Regions from separate parts of the Mus musculus genome. Here all the other regions are linked to region 2. Evidence: chromatin contacts called from public HiChIP or PLAC-seq and promoter capture Hi-C data. All regions are on one chromosome and are shown on one strand. The core of a region is the stretch at or near the end of the contact, and the rest is flanking DNA. Distances in the headings are between cores, read along the strand shown.

What was found. Promoter capture Hi-C pulls out the DNA fragments that hold promoters and counts their contacts. HiChIP or PLAC-seq counts read pairs in DNA pulled down with a chosen protein or histone mark.
Region 1: an H3K4me3 HiChIP or PLAC-seq map of embryonic stem cells shows a contact between it and region 2, with 4 times the contacts expected there. The contact joins the promoter of Gna11 here to the promoter of Atcay in region 2. A contact is called at or near these places in 8 of 39 promoter capture datasets (the HPC-7 cell line, cranial neural crest, embryonic stem cells and 4 more), 1 of 484 Hi-C or Micro-C datasets (B cells), 5 of 115 datasets of contacts at active chromatin or transcription factors (embryonic stem cells, large pre-B cells and pancreatic cancer cells) and 1 of 9 other capture datasets (liver).
Region 3: a contact with region 2 is called in a promoter capture Hi-C map of embryonic stem cells. The contact joins the enhancer-like site here to the promoter of Atcay in region 2. A contact is called at or near these places in 4 of 39 promoter capture datasets (cranial neural crest, embryonic stem cells, liver and 1 more), 1 of 484 Hi-C or Micro-C datasets (embryonic stem cells) and 1 of 115 datasets of contacts at active chromatin or transcription factors (pancreatic cancer cells).

Annotation. Positions count from the first base shown.
Region 1 is chr10:81,543,502-81,547,989 of GRCm38.p6, reverse strand. Gna11 (guanine nucleotide binding protein, alpha 11) reads left to right here and starts at 2,828. Exons shown (of 7, transcript NM_010301.4): 1 at 2,828-3,198. The coding sequence starts at 3,063.
Region 2 is chr10:81,229,371-81,233,292 of GRCm38.p6, reverse strand. Atcay (ataxia, cerebellar, Cayman type) reads left to right here and starts at 2,507. Exons shown (of 13, transcript NM_178662.4): 1 at 2,507-2,801. It overlaps Zfr2 (zinc finger RNA binding protein 2), which reads right to left and starts at 130. Exons shown (of 18, transcript NM_001034895.3): 1 at 51-130. The coding sequence starts at 103.
Region 3 is chr10:80,763,985-80,767,985 of GRCm38.p6, reverse strand. Dot1l (DOT1-like, histone H3 methyltransferase (S. cerevisiae)) reads right to left here. Exons shown (of 28, transcript NM_199322.2): 2 at 3,341-3,384; 3 at 1,749-1,823. Among named protein-coding and RNA genes, the nearest start is that of Dot1l, 11 kb to the right of the region's middle. Within about 2 kb of position 1,290, at least 57 of the 459 cell types and tissues checked have an H3K27ac peak or open chromatin away from gene starts, as enhancers often do. A contact at or near this core is called in embryonic stem cells and liver, where this site is marked.

The DNA of each region.
Region 1 (4,488 bases), core at 1,579-4,078, 310 kb before region 2:
CAGCACTGGGGAGGCAGAGGCAGGTGAATTTCTGAGTTCGAGGCCAGCCTGGTCTACAAAGTGAGTTCCAGGACAGCCAGGACTACACAGAGAAACCCTGTCTTGAAAAACCAAAAAAAAAAGGATGTATCCCAAGTGAGTCCTGGCAGGATACAGGTCGGGAAGGACTCAGTTCCTCTAAGGGCTGGCCCCAGGGAATGTGACCATGCTCCAGTGCACATTATACAGGCAACACAAACTGGACTTGTGGGTTTTTAAATTTTTCTTTTTTTGGGGTGGGGCTCACAAGGTTGGGGGTAGACCTGGGAGGGTTGGGAAGTGAGTATGATCAGGGTTCATGATATGAACTCCCCAAATAATAAGAAAAATTATGTTGGAGAAGAAAAAAAGAGACCTGAGCCACCATGGGTGTCACCGTCATTGAGAACAAGAGTTATCCTGGGTCAGTTCGGAGCACAGGAATCACCAACCCCAAACTGGGTGAGGCAGGAGGAAGCTGCAGTCCGGGCCAGTCTGGTTTACAGAGCCTCAGTCTGTCCTTCCTCGGTGGTACCTGCACATGGCCTTGGGTGTGCTCACCCCCGTGGACGCACACTGGCCATTGGGTATCCTCCACCATGGCCCTCTGCCTCTTTGCCCTGCGCCAGTCTGCTAGGCCATGAGTACCTGGATTTATCTGTCTCCACCTCAGTGTGGGGATGAGGTGGGGTCACCGGTGTGTGCAGCCATCAGTGGGTGTTGTGTTTGAACTCAGGTCCTCATGCTTGCCTAGAAAGTCCTCTTAGGAGCGGAGTACTCCCCTCAGCTCCACCCTGCTGCCCCTTTTGACAGGGTTTCTCTGTGTGCCCCTGGCTGTCCTGAAACTCACTCTGTAGACCAGACCACCTTGAACCTCACGAGAGATCCAACTGCCTCTGCCTCCAAGGTGCTGGAATTAAAGGCGTGCGCCAAGGCCTGGCTGCTTGGAACCCTTTTTTGCCGACAATTTACCAGGTGATGATCCCTAACCCATGAATCCAAACAGAACAGCTCACAGGGGCTGGAGGGTAGTATGGCCCAGTGGTACCGTACTTGCTGTTCCTGCAGAGGACCCAGGTTTGGTTCCCAGTATCCACTGGGGGTTCACAGCCACCTGTAACTCCAGCTCCAGAGATGTGACACCCTCACAGGCAAGGAAAACATCAGTGCATGTAAAATAAGATTAAATTATTTTAAGAAAAGGAAACTATGTATGCACACAAAGATAAATGTGAACAGGCATCATGGCATATGCCTGTCATTCCAGCACTGGGATGGTCAAGGCTCAAGGGGTTGCGCCTATGAGCTGCAAGAGGAACTTTGACCACATTGGGCCACCCGGGAGCCCCTTGTCTGGGCCATGAACTCCTGGGGTGGGGACAGAGGCCCTGATAGGAGAGTTTCAGAGGAATAATCTCCCCACAACCCCAATCAGCTAGTAAATGAAGACTTTGACCCTCCCCTTGCCGTCTTATCTCAAGGCTGGGCAATCAGGCAGGGACTGGGACAGGAACGCATGCAGCACAGGCCTGACTTTCAAGTTCTTTGTAGTCTCTTATTATTGACACATGCCCTGATTGAGTGCTGACTGGGTACGCATGCCTCTTTCTGGAAGGTAGAAAACACTTCTCAGGTTTGTGAGTTAGTTTACACTTGGGGGACTCAGATTGACCCACCAACAGGGAACTTACCTGCCTGGTACATGCGGGGGGCGGGGGTGGGGTGGGTTCCACTCCAGCACATGCAAACCACATTCATGGGCGTTCACATGCACAACAACAGCGTAAATTGGTGCTTGGTATACAGCAGGCAGACTGTTAATAATGCTTATTCTTCACCTGCCAGTAAGCCTGGTTGACAGTATATATGTATGTATGTGTGTGTGTGTGTGCGTGTGTATATATATACACACATATACATATATACATATATGTGTATGTATATATACACACATATGTACATATACACACATATATGACATATGTATATATGTATATATATATATATACACACACATATATATATGAAATCAGGCAGCATATTAATAGGAGGTACTGTGCTGCATCAGCACATAGTACACAGTAGGAGCTATATACAATATGTGGTATACGGCAGGCACAGCATTCATATTTGGCATACGTTGTATATGTGAAAAACACTTGGTTTGTATACCCTATATTGAATGTGGCAGTTACATATGCGTGTTTCCTTAAGGCTTGGTATACAGTAGATGTGATATTAATGCCTGAGCTACCACAGGCTGCCGCATCAGTGTATACTCTACAGCAAGCATTGTGTTCATACTTGTGACCTGTGTGGTATTTAACGAGTGCTGCATGAATGTACTGTACACAGTAGGGCATGAATTTCTGCCTGGCACACGATAGGCCTGCTTAGGAATGGATGAGCGAGCCGGTCAGGGCGTTTTCTCACATCCGCAGGCGGTGACGGCCTCGCTCCAGAGAACTGCAGCCTCTCTCTTGGCGCTCTCAGCACAGCCTCGGGGAGCCGAGAGAAGCCGAGCGCAGCCGAGCGGCGCCTGCCCGAGCCGAGAGGAGCCGAGTGTAGCCGAGCGGCGCCTCCCCGAGCCGAGCCTCGCTTCGCCTCCCGAAAGGAACCGAGCTCGGGCTTCCGAGTCCTCCCCATTCCCACAATCCTCGGCGTCCGCGCCCAGCCGCGAACCGTTCAACCCCTTCCCACGTCGACGCAACCCCACGCGCGCTTGCGCTGCGCCCTCCAGACCCCGCCCCCGAGCGGCGAGGCCCCGCCCCCAGGCGATCCTAAAGTCCTGTCCCTGCGGCGCGCGCGCGCGCGCAGCCGTGCGGCCCCTCCCATTGGCCGCGCCGCCTGCCCGTCCCGGGGCCCGTGGCAGCGCTTCAGGTCCTCGGGCGCCGGCGCTCGGTGGCGACGGCTGCGGGTAGCGGCGGCGGCGGCGGCTGCGCTGCACGGCGCGGACGGTGGACGCGCCTCTGGGGCCGGGCCGTGGCCTTCGGGGAACCGGGAAGAGGTAGGGCCGGGCCGGCGGCAGCCGGAGGACCGCGACGATGACTCTGGAGTCCATGATGGCGTGTTGCCTGAGCGACGAGGTGAAGGAGTCGAAGCGCATCAACGCGGAGATCGAGAAACAGCTGCGGCGGGACAAGCGCGACGCCCGGCGCGAGCTCAAGCTGCTGCTACTTGGTGAGCTGCGTGCCCGTGCCGTGGGACCTCTGTCACGGGGACCGGGTGGGTGCACGGGGCATCCGGGCCTTGCCGGGGTCTCCGCGCGCGCAGGGTGCTGCAGCCGCCGCGGTCTCTGGTCCCCGGCGAGTAGCGCGCGGTGACAGTCGGGTGCGACCCCTTCAGACCGCTGCCCACGGCCTGTCGGGCCACCTCGGATGTCCTCGGGGCAACTAGTCAGCGCTGCCCTGCAGCGGTCAGCCCTTCCGGGATCGCTGCACCCTGAGCAGTGCAGGTGGCTTGGGCCTGTGGTGGCCAGCTTCTCCCGTGTGGTCCCCTGGGCTCAGCCTGTGCGACCCTTTGTGGCCAGCCTTTCTGTTATCCAGGCCTTAGATTCATTCGGGGTCAGCCTCCTGCCTCTGATATCTGTGGTGAGATTTTGCATCTGCTGGCCACATTGGGCCCCAGGACCCTGGGAGACTTGCTTTCTGTCGCTCCTGAGAATTCTTGCACGGAGGTGGCCCTTGGCCCTGCCGCACCAAGTAGGCTCTCTCCTTTCCATTGTCCCCACATAGCCTCCGGTGAGCCCTGTAAGCTGTCTTGCTCTCATGATGCCCCTTTGGATTACAGACTCCCCAAGACAGTTCCCAAAGGGTTGCACCCTCCTCTCTACCTCCAAGGACTATACACCCAAATGGTCCTGCTTTGCTTCTGGCTTGTTGCTTTCGTGGGTACTCCTCAGTCTCCCTCTCTTTTCCATAGATCCTCTGAATTCCTCCACATTGGAGTGGGTGGCTTTTCTTCTTTGGGCTTCTGTTGTGCCGGAACCCAGTAGGTTGACAGCAGTCAGCCTTGCAGCCTCCCTGGCCCTGTCCTGCCTCCTGGGGGTCCAGTCTTGTCCTCTCCACACCCCACCCACCCCAGGGAAGCTCAATGTGTGTCTGTCACTTCCTGGGGTTCTGACTCCTCAAGGCCCACCTGTTGCTGGGAGCCAGGGAGCCCAGGTCCTCTTGTTGTCACCCCAAATAAGAGCCCAAAATGAGGACAGGGTAGCCTGGGCCCTGTGGGGGTTTACAAAACAGACTGGGGAGCTCTGCCTGCCCCTCCCAGATCCCAGATGAGCTACATGCAGTTCAAGAATGGGGACCCAGGACAAAGGGTGGCCTTGGAGAACCTGAGGAAAGGACTGTGGGGAGCCTTTGACTAGGAGGGGTGGAGGGCAGTGATACTCCAATTGTCCCATGAGAGATGTCAGGTAGGAGTACACGCTGTCTTCTGTTGCTGTGGCCTGTGTGGTTCTCAGGGTCATGG
Region 2 (3,922 bases), core at 1,258-3,757:
GACCGAGTCCCGCGGGGTTGGGGCGCCTCGCCGCCCACGGGGCTCGTTACCTGGACGACGGGTTGGTGCCCTGCGCGAGGCCGGAAGAGCTGCTAGCCGCCATGTCCACGTCCTCCCGGAGCCCACGGGAGTGACGTCAGGGCCTTGCCCCCGACGCACCGCCCCGTGCTCGTTCAAGCCCCGCCCCTGCTCGAACCTGCCATCCCTAGCCCCAGAGAGCCTCAGCCTGTCTCCGCCCACCGGCCAAGCCCCGCCCCCTACGGAGGACGCCTAACTCAGGTGCCTCTATGATGATGAAAGGACATCTTAGGGAAGTCGGTTCTAGACCCGGCCTGCCATCCGCCACGTGGAGTCCCAGGGATCAAGGATCAAACTCCAGTAGTTGGGCTTGGCGGCAAGCCCCATCACCTGCTGATGTACACTGCCACCTTCCTTATCTCTTCTTGGACGCAAGGCAGAGAGCTGGCTGATTCTTGAGAAAGCTTGAGAAATTCCAAGGCTGAGAGAGTGGGTGGGTGGCACGTGACCATCCTTGACCTGAGCATGTGTGGCCTCCAAGGCTTAAGGCTCTAGGTGTGTAGCCCACGTCTTTCTAGAAGGCAGGGGGACTGTGGCAGTTTCTCTTGAGTTACATGTGATCTTTTCCCCTATTATTTATTGCAAGCCCTGTGCCCTTGACTTTTGCCTCTGAGAGTCCAACTTCTGACGTGTTCTAGAAAGGTGCAAACTGATTTATCAGTGCTAAAGGAAACACACAAAATGGAGTAATAGCCCAGAAAATGCAAGGAAACCCAGACACCTATTCCAACATGGATGGATGGCCCTTGAGGACAGCATGTCAGCATGAGTCAGACACAAAAGGACACTCGGACCAGGATCTCACTTCCAGGAGGTTCCTGGAGTCCTCAGACTGACAGACACAGGAAGTAAGATATAAGAAGTAGGGAGGTGATGGGCATAGTGTGGGTAGATGGAAGGTTCTGAAAGTGGGTGGGAGTTATGGCCGCACCGACAGGTGAATGAGCCTCGTGCTCAGTGAGACAGTAGGCACGCATTTCCATGGTGGGAAATGCCTAGAACAAACCTGTTGTCAGGAAGAGAGAGCCTATGTGACCTATACTCACATGTACACTCGTATGAACGTAGGAGATCCGAGAGTACTGACAGTACAGGCAAAGGCCTTGTGGCAGGAAGGAACTTGATGTGCTCACAGGATGTGCAGAAAGAACCTTGGAGATCCACTACTATGTGGGGTCTTATATTAGTTACCAGGAAAGATAAGAAACTGAATGGAGGGGGGTTAAACCCCAAACATTTATTCTCTCACACTTTCAGGGACCAAAGTCTGGGCGATTAGTTCTTTATGGACACTGGGGACATCCTTCTCTGCTCTCTTTTACTTCTGGTAACGTCTGGAAATCAACTGCAGTTCTCAGCTGCTAAATCAAATTGTAGCTTAGTCTCCATTTTCCCCAGGACCCTTGCTTGCCATACTAGGCAGAGCTCTACCCCTGACCACTGGCTGAATTCTACATAGGACATCACCTCTGACCACGCCCCCACCCCTCTTTAAATGTTTGTGTGTGTGTGTGTGTGTGTGTGTGCATGTGCCAGTGCATGTGTCAGTGCACATGCAGAGGGCAGACGTTGACATCAATGGCCCTCCGATTGCTTTTCAGTTAGCCCCAGCCTCCTCCCGCGCTTGCTTCGGGCTGAAACTGCCAGTGCACACCAGCTTCTCTGCCTACCCCCCTCCTCCCTGACAGCTCCACGCACACCTGCTGAACCATCCAGCATGACCCCTCTTCTCACTTCTGAGATGGGGGCTCACCAAGTTGTCCAGGCTGACCTTAGTCCAACCTGGATTTGAACTTGCAACGCGCCTCCCCACCCCCCACCCCCCGGTCTCAGCGCTTCCAGTACTTGAGACCAGGATACAAACTGTCTTTCCATCCCATCCAACTGCAGATGCTGAGCTGCATGCGAGCTGTCCATTTTTCCATCAGCTTCTAGATTTCCTCTGGGCAACTGCAGGGGCGCTGTTCCCACGGTAGCGCAGACCCAATACATCTAAAACAATCAGCCAGGTTCGCTGCATCCCAACATTCTGCCTTGTCCTGGGTGAATGAGGGACCCTTTGACTCACCCTGAAAGGGGGATCTGGAAGCCTCCATTTCTTTGCCCTCAAAGATGGTTTCAAGGGCGTCTCTTCCCCCGTACCAAAGAATCCTGCAGGCTCCCCGCCCCCATCCTGTAAGAGTTAGGCCACGGCTGCTTGTCCGTTTATTTATTTTCTCTTATGGTTTTGCATAAGTAAGATGCACCATCTCAGAGACTTTTTTTTTTTTTTTTTTTTTTTTTTTTGCACCTGCTCTGGGCATGGCTGGGAGAAATGCTTTCGCCTCAGCCAATGGGGAGAGGAGGATGCAGGCAGGGATGCTAGAACTGTCTATCAGGCCTGGGCCCGCCCCCTGCACACAAAAGCAGCTTCCTCCACTATCTGAGGGAAAGACAGAGCCTCAGCCATCAGAAAGGGAAAAGCCAGAGCCGCGGCAGGCCTGGGCTGCGATGGCAGGGGAAACAGTGACTAAAGGGGGACAGGGGTGCTGCTACTAACCCACGGCGCCGCCTTCTACAGTTGGGCCGGACAGGTGTGCTGTGGCCACGTCGCCCTGGGTGACCTTCCTCAGATGTGGACTTGGCCCTGAGCATCCTTCCACCAGGCCCCTCGCCTGGGTACCATCGAGAAATGCCCGCCTTTGTGTCCAAGTGACAGCGCAGAGGCAGCTTCCGCTACCGAGGTGAGTGGGCCTTTTGCAAACTGGAAATTTAAATTGTCATTTGTCCCTTGCTTCTAGCCCAGCTATGGAAAGGTTTATTGGGGAAATGCTGGCGGCACCCCAGCGCGGATGCTGCGCCAGCCAGGAGGGTCGGGGGTGGGGTGAGGGGAATGCAGAACCCAAGGATTAGAGCCCCAGTTCTCGGTGGAGCATCCTGGGGGCGGTAAACCTCCCATCCGGTGTCGAGTGTTTTCTATTTATAACCCTGACTGCGGGCTCGGAGAAATCAGCATTGCATATACATTAAAAAGGGTGGGTATTTTAGCAGCGTGGCCACCGGCATAGACCTATACTGTTTATCCTGGATTTGGGGGGGTTCCTGGTCTCTCGCTGTCACTTGGCATTCATGGACACCCACCACACCCAGGACTTGGAAGTATGTAGATAAGGGGGTCCTTTCCTGGTCACGGTGCTCATGGGGTACCCGTGTCACCTCCCTGCACAGACACAATAGATTTGGTTCAGTGCTTGGGGAGGCTGGCTGCTCACCCCATGTTGGGGACACACTGGGGGACAGATTTTTTTCTCCTCTGCTGTGTCTCGGTCTTCTTCATGAATGGGTGATGACATTCAAGTGGGCCCCGCCTCCTCTGGGCTCCGAATCTCCCAGGCACATCTCAGCTGATGGCCATCATCTACTGGCTGCTGGAGACACACCCCAGCCACCAGCCCTATACCACACTGATCGCTGGGCAGGGCAGTGGCCCTTGTCATCAGATCAGGGAGCTGAGTAGGGGTGACATGGTGGTAAACCCTAACATCCCGGGTCTGGACCCTGGAATTCTGTTGTAAATATGGAAATAAGAAGAAAAACATGATGTAGCAGACATGACCCTGTTGGTGGCAGGGTTTGGTTTGGGGGCGTCCCTAGTTGTGTGTGTGGGGGGGGGTTGCCCTCCCAACACTGGCTGCCAACATGAAGTGCTTCCATCTGACAGTCTGAGGGATCTCCATGGCACCAGAGCACCACTCTGCCCCGATACCTTGCCGGCGAGGGAGGAAGAAGAACCAGCCCAGTTGTAACTACCGTTCACAAACCAGAAAGAGCTGCAAGGGCTCACCTCACAAAAGGACTTGGTCGG
Region 3 (4,001 bases), core at 41-2,540, 460 kb after region 2:
ATGTGAGACAGCCTAGTATAGCAATGACAGCAATGGCTACCTCTGCAAGAGTATTCAGGTTCTGTTCCCAGCACCCACAAAGAGGCTCACAACCAGCTATAGCTTCAGCTCCAGGGGATTCTTCTGGCCCCTGTGGGTACTGCCTGCATATGTTGTAGAGACAAACAAATGGGCAAACGTTCACACTCAAAGTAAAAATAAATGGAGCCGTTTAAAAAGGAGGCAAGCAGGCATAGTGCCTTGGATTGCTTGGGCAGTGGAGGCCCTGCCAATTTCTGGACTCCAGGCCACCATCAGCCAGGACCAGGTGCAGGGGTATCTGGCTTTTGGACAGGCCTGGGGCAGGACCCCTTAATTTCTTGGTTTCTTTGAGAAGACCCCTGTGTACTTTGACCGCCAAGTAGCAGAAGCACAGTTCTAGGGATGAGAGTGCTACTCCACACCCCCTATGTTCAGGGATACCCTAAATGCCCAGGAGGAGACTAATGCTGGGGACAGGATGCTCTGGAACACTAAGACACACAGACAGCTTCCTCCCCATGTGAGGGAGTCACACAATGCCACTTGATGCCCCAGCACTCTGGTGTGTTACAGTATGAACCTGGACTGGCCCCAATCATGTGTCTTACACCTTTCTTTCTCTCTTTTTTTTTTTTTTAAAGATTTATTTATTTATTATATGTAAGTATACTGTAGCTGTCTTCAGACACTCCAGAAGAGGGTGTCAGATCTTGTTACAGATGGTTGTGAGCCACCATGTGGTTGCTGGGATTTGAACTCCGGACCTTCAGAAGAGCAGTCGGGTGCTCTTACCCACTGAGCCATCTCACCAGCCCACCTTTCTTTCTCTTAAAAGGAACCCAGGACAGCTGCAGCCACAGAACAGAGCATGGCATCCCTGAACCGGGAAAAGCCAAAGCAGGGCGAGGTGTTGGCACACACAACTACAGTCCCAGCTACTTGGAATTTGGGTCATGCGAGCCCCAGGAGTTTGAGGTCACACCAGGTAAGGTAAGAAAGCCTACTCGACGACCAGAGGGGTGGAGGGTCCCACTGCAGGGTTCTGGGTGGGTTCCTCACATGAAAAAAGTCGTTTCCTGGGGTCCAGGAGCTTCACAGAGGAAGTGAGATAGAGGGCTGAAGTTAATTCCAACTCTATAAGGACACAGGCTCCTGCCTTGGGTCAGCAGTGAGCTCGAGTCCACTTACACCCAGTTGCTAGTCAGAGGGCAAGGGGCCCAGCCAGTGGACTGTAGGACTGTCCTGTCCCAGTGTCACTAAGGCTGGCAGGAATCCTTTCTAATAATCAGGTCATAGGTCAAGCAAAGCTTTTTTAGGCAGGCTCTGAGCAGGAGGTAGAGCCTGGGCTATTCTTTCTCAAAGAAAAACAAACCTGGCTCCAGGCAGCATTCCAGGGATGCCTTTGCTTCTCCGCCCACTCTGCACAGAAGGCCTACCTAGGTGGGGGCAAGGATTGGCCTCACCCAGCACCTATGGTGGCAAGGTGGAGGCCCATCAACATAGCGCTGGCAGGACCTGCTGTTAAAACGGCCAGTAGCTCTCTCACCAGCCCTGGTAATTTCCCACATATCAATTCAATGTGTACAGTGTAGGAGTTCCCAGTGATTGCCTCACTCCTCCAGCCAGATACACTCTTCTACCAAAAGAGCTTCCCGAAGGAAGCGTAGCAAGGGTGTAGGCAGCGGGGTAGGTGCAGCCCACAGCCTGCTCCATCCCTTCCTGCTCACCTTTTGGTGTCGTAGTCGATCAGGACATAGTTCTCCATGGCCAGCTTGAGATCTGGGATTTCCTCGCAGACCCACCTGAAATGGAACACAGAGGTGTTGCTGGCCTCAGCACGACGCTCTCTGGAGTGTGTGTGTGTGTGTGTGTGTGTGTGTGTGTGTGTGTGTGTGAATGTTACTGTGCAAGTTCATGAGGAGCTATTGAGAAATCACAGATTTTGAGGCCAAGGTCAGTGTTGGCACTTGGAAAAGAAATAAATTCATATATTATGGTAAAAAGCAAAATATTAGACAGGCTCAGTGGTACAAGCCAGCCAATCCAGCACATTGGGTGGGGCTGAGGCATAAAAATTTCTAATTCAAGGCCAGTCTGGGCTACATAATGGGACCTTTCCCCAAGATGGGGAGGGAGCTGGCAAGATGGCTCAGTGGGTAAAAGCAACTGTGGCACAGAACCAACAACCCAAGTTCAATCCTGTAGCCTACACAAGGAGGAGAAGCAATTTCACAAAGCTGCCCTCTGCCCCCACCATATGCTGTGGCATGTGTGTACCTGACAAATCAACCACACACAAACATAATTAAAAAAAAAAAAAAAAAAAACTCTGGGGGAGGGACCAGCTTGGGATATAACACCCCGCCCCACCCCGCCCCCAGACAGGATTTTTCTACACAGCCTTGACTGTCCTGAACTCACTATGTATACCAAGGGGCAAACCAGGCTGGCCTCAAAACTATAGTGATGCTCCTGCCTCTGCCTCACAAGTTCTGCTGGGTTCCACTCCAGCCAGATACACTCTTCCACCAAAAGAGCTTCCTGGAGGCTTAGACAGTTGGCAAGGGTGTGGGTGGGCCTTCTTAGGTTAGGTATGTATGTACTTGTAGATGCACAAGATGGGGTGACATGTGTACCATAGCACACATAAGAGATCAAAGGAAATCTGTAGCCAGTCCCCTCCTTCCATCTTCATTCACATGGCTTCCAGAGATGTACTCAGGTCCCCAGGCTAGCACTATACCCAACTTAACTGGCCTCTTTACGGCCCCGGCTGGCTTGTAAGTCCCACTGCTTCCACTGCCTCCACCTGTGGCATTGAATGGCAATCTATGAGTCCAGTCTCTATGGTCTGCCAGGGCTTTCCCCAGTAATCTATGTCCACTATTACAGGAACCACAGGATGCTTCAGAAAAAAGGCTGCAGATCCATCCCAACAGGCAGCTGCCCTGGCACCATGTGTCTGCTGGTGTCACAGGAAGGAGGTCCTACTCATAGTCCTTACAAACTCCCATCTTTCTCCAATCCAAAGGTGGGGACTAGTGAAGGGAAGATGGGGGACACAGAGACGTCCCAAGTCCCATCTCACAGGAGGTAGCAAGCAGCTCAGAGGCTGCACATATGTGAGCTGGCTCCATCCCCACCATGGCAGGGGAAACAAACAACTGAGGTTTTCCCAGACAAGGGTCATGGAGAGATGCCTCTGCCAGGGCTCCTCCTGCCACACTTCCCAGAGGTCCCAGTGAGGACAGTGCAGCGGGGGTGCTGGGAACCTTGGGAGGAAGCTCCGAGCCCAGTGCTCATCCCATACAGTACTCACCGGATAGTCTCAATAATCTCATGAGCAGCATCATGGTGCTTGTCCTGAAAGAGAAAAGATGCACAGTTGGACCCAACAACCACAGTGACACCCCAAAGTCCTCTTGTTCTATGATGCACAACCACCCTACAGAGGTGGTGACTCAACATATTCCCCAGAGCTGGAGCCTGACTCAGCTCTGTCTCCCTGCACACCTGATGGGTGTGGGCAGATCCTACAGAGTCCCATTGGCCACCATGTGTGCTACGCCTGAAATAAAGCCTTGCCCCAGCACGACCATTCAGGGCCAGCTCTCAAGTCGACTGTAAGATGAAGCATAAGGATGCCAACTACTAACAGAAAACGACTAGAGGGGAAAAGAACAAGGAAACAGAAGACGCAGCACTCCGGCTTCCCTGGGTTGGCCAGTCACCCTATGAGCTTCCTGCCCTTCACATCCACTGCCCACTGGTTTGCACAGGCCCAGCTCCACTGGAGAAGTGGACTGTAGGGTAATGAAGGCAACTGTAGAATGATGAAGGCTGTAGGCTTGCCTCATGAGAACTGGACACACAAACACCATGGCTAGGGCCTCCAGAGCCCAGGCTCTTCACTCTGCCTGAGTCCTGGCCATCACCCTACCTGCACAGAGGACTCAGTGCTGTGTCCAGCACAGCCACAA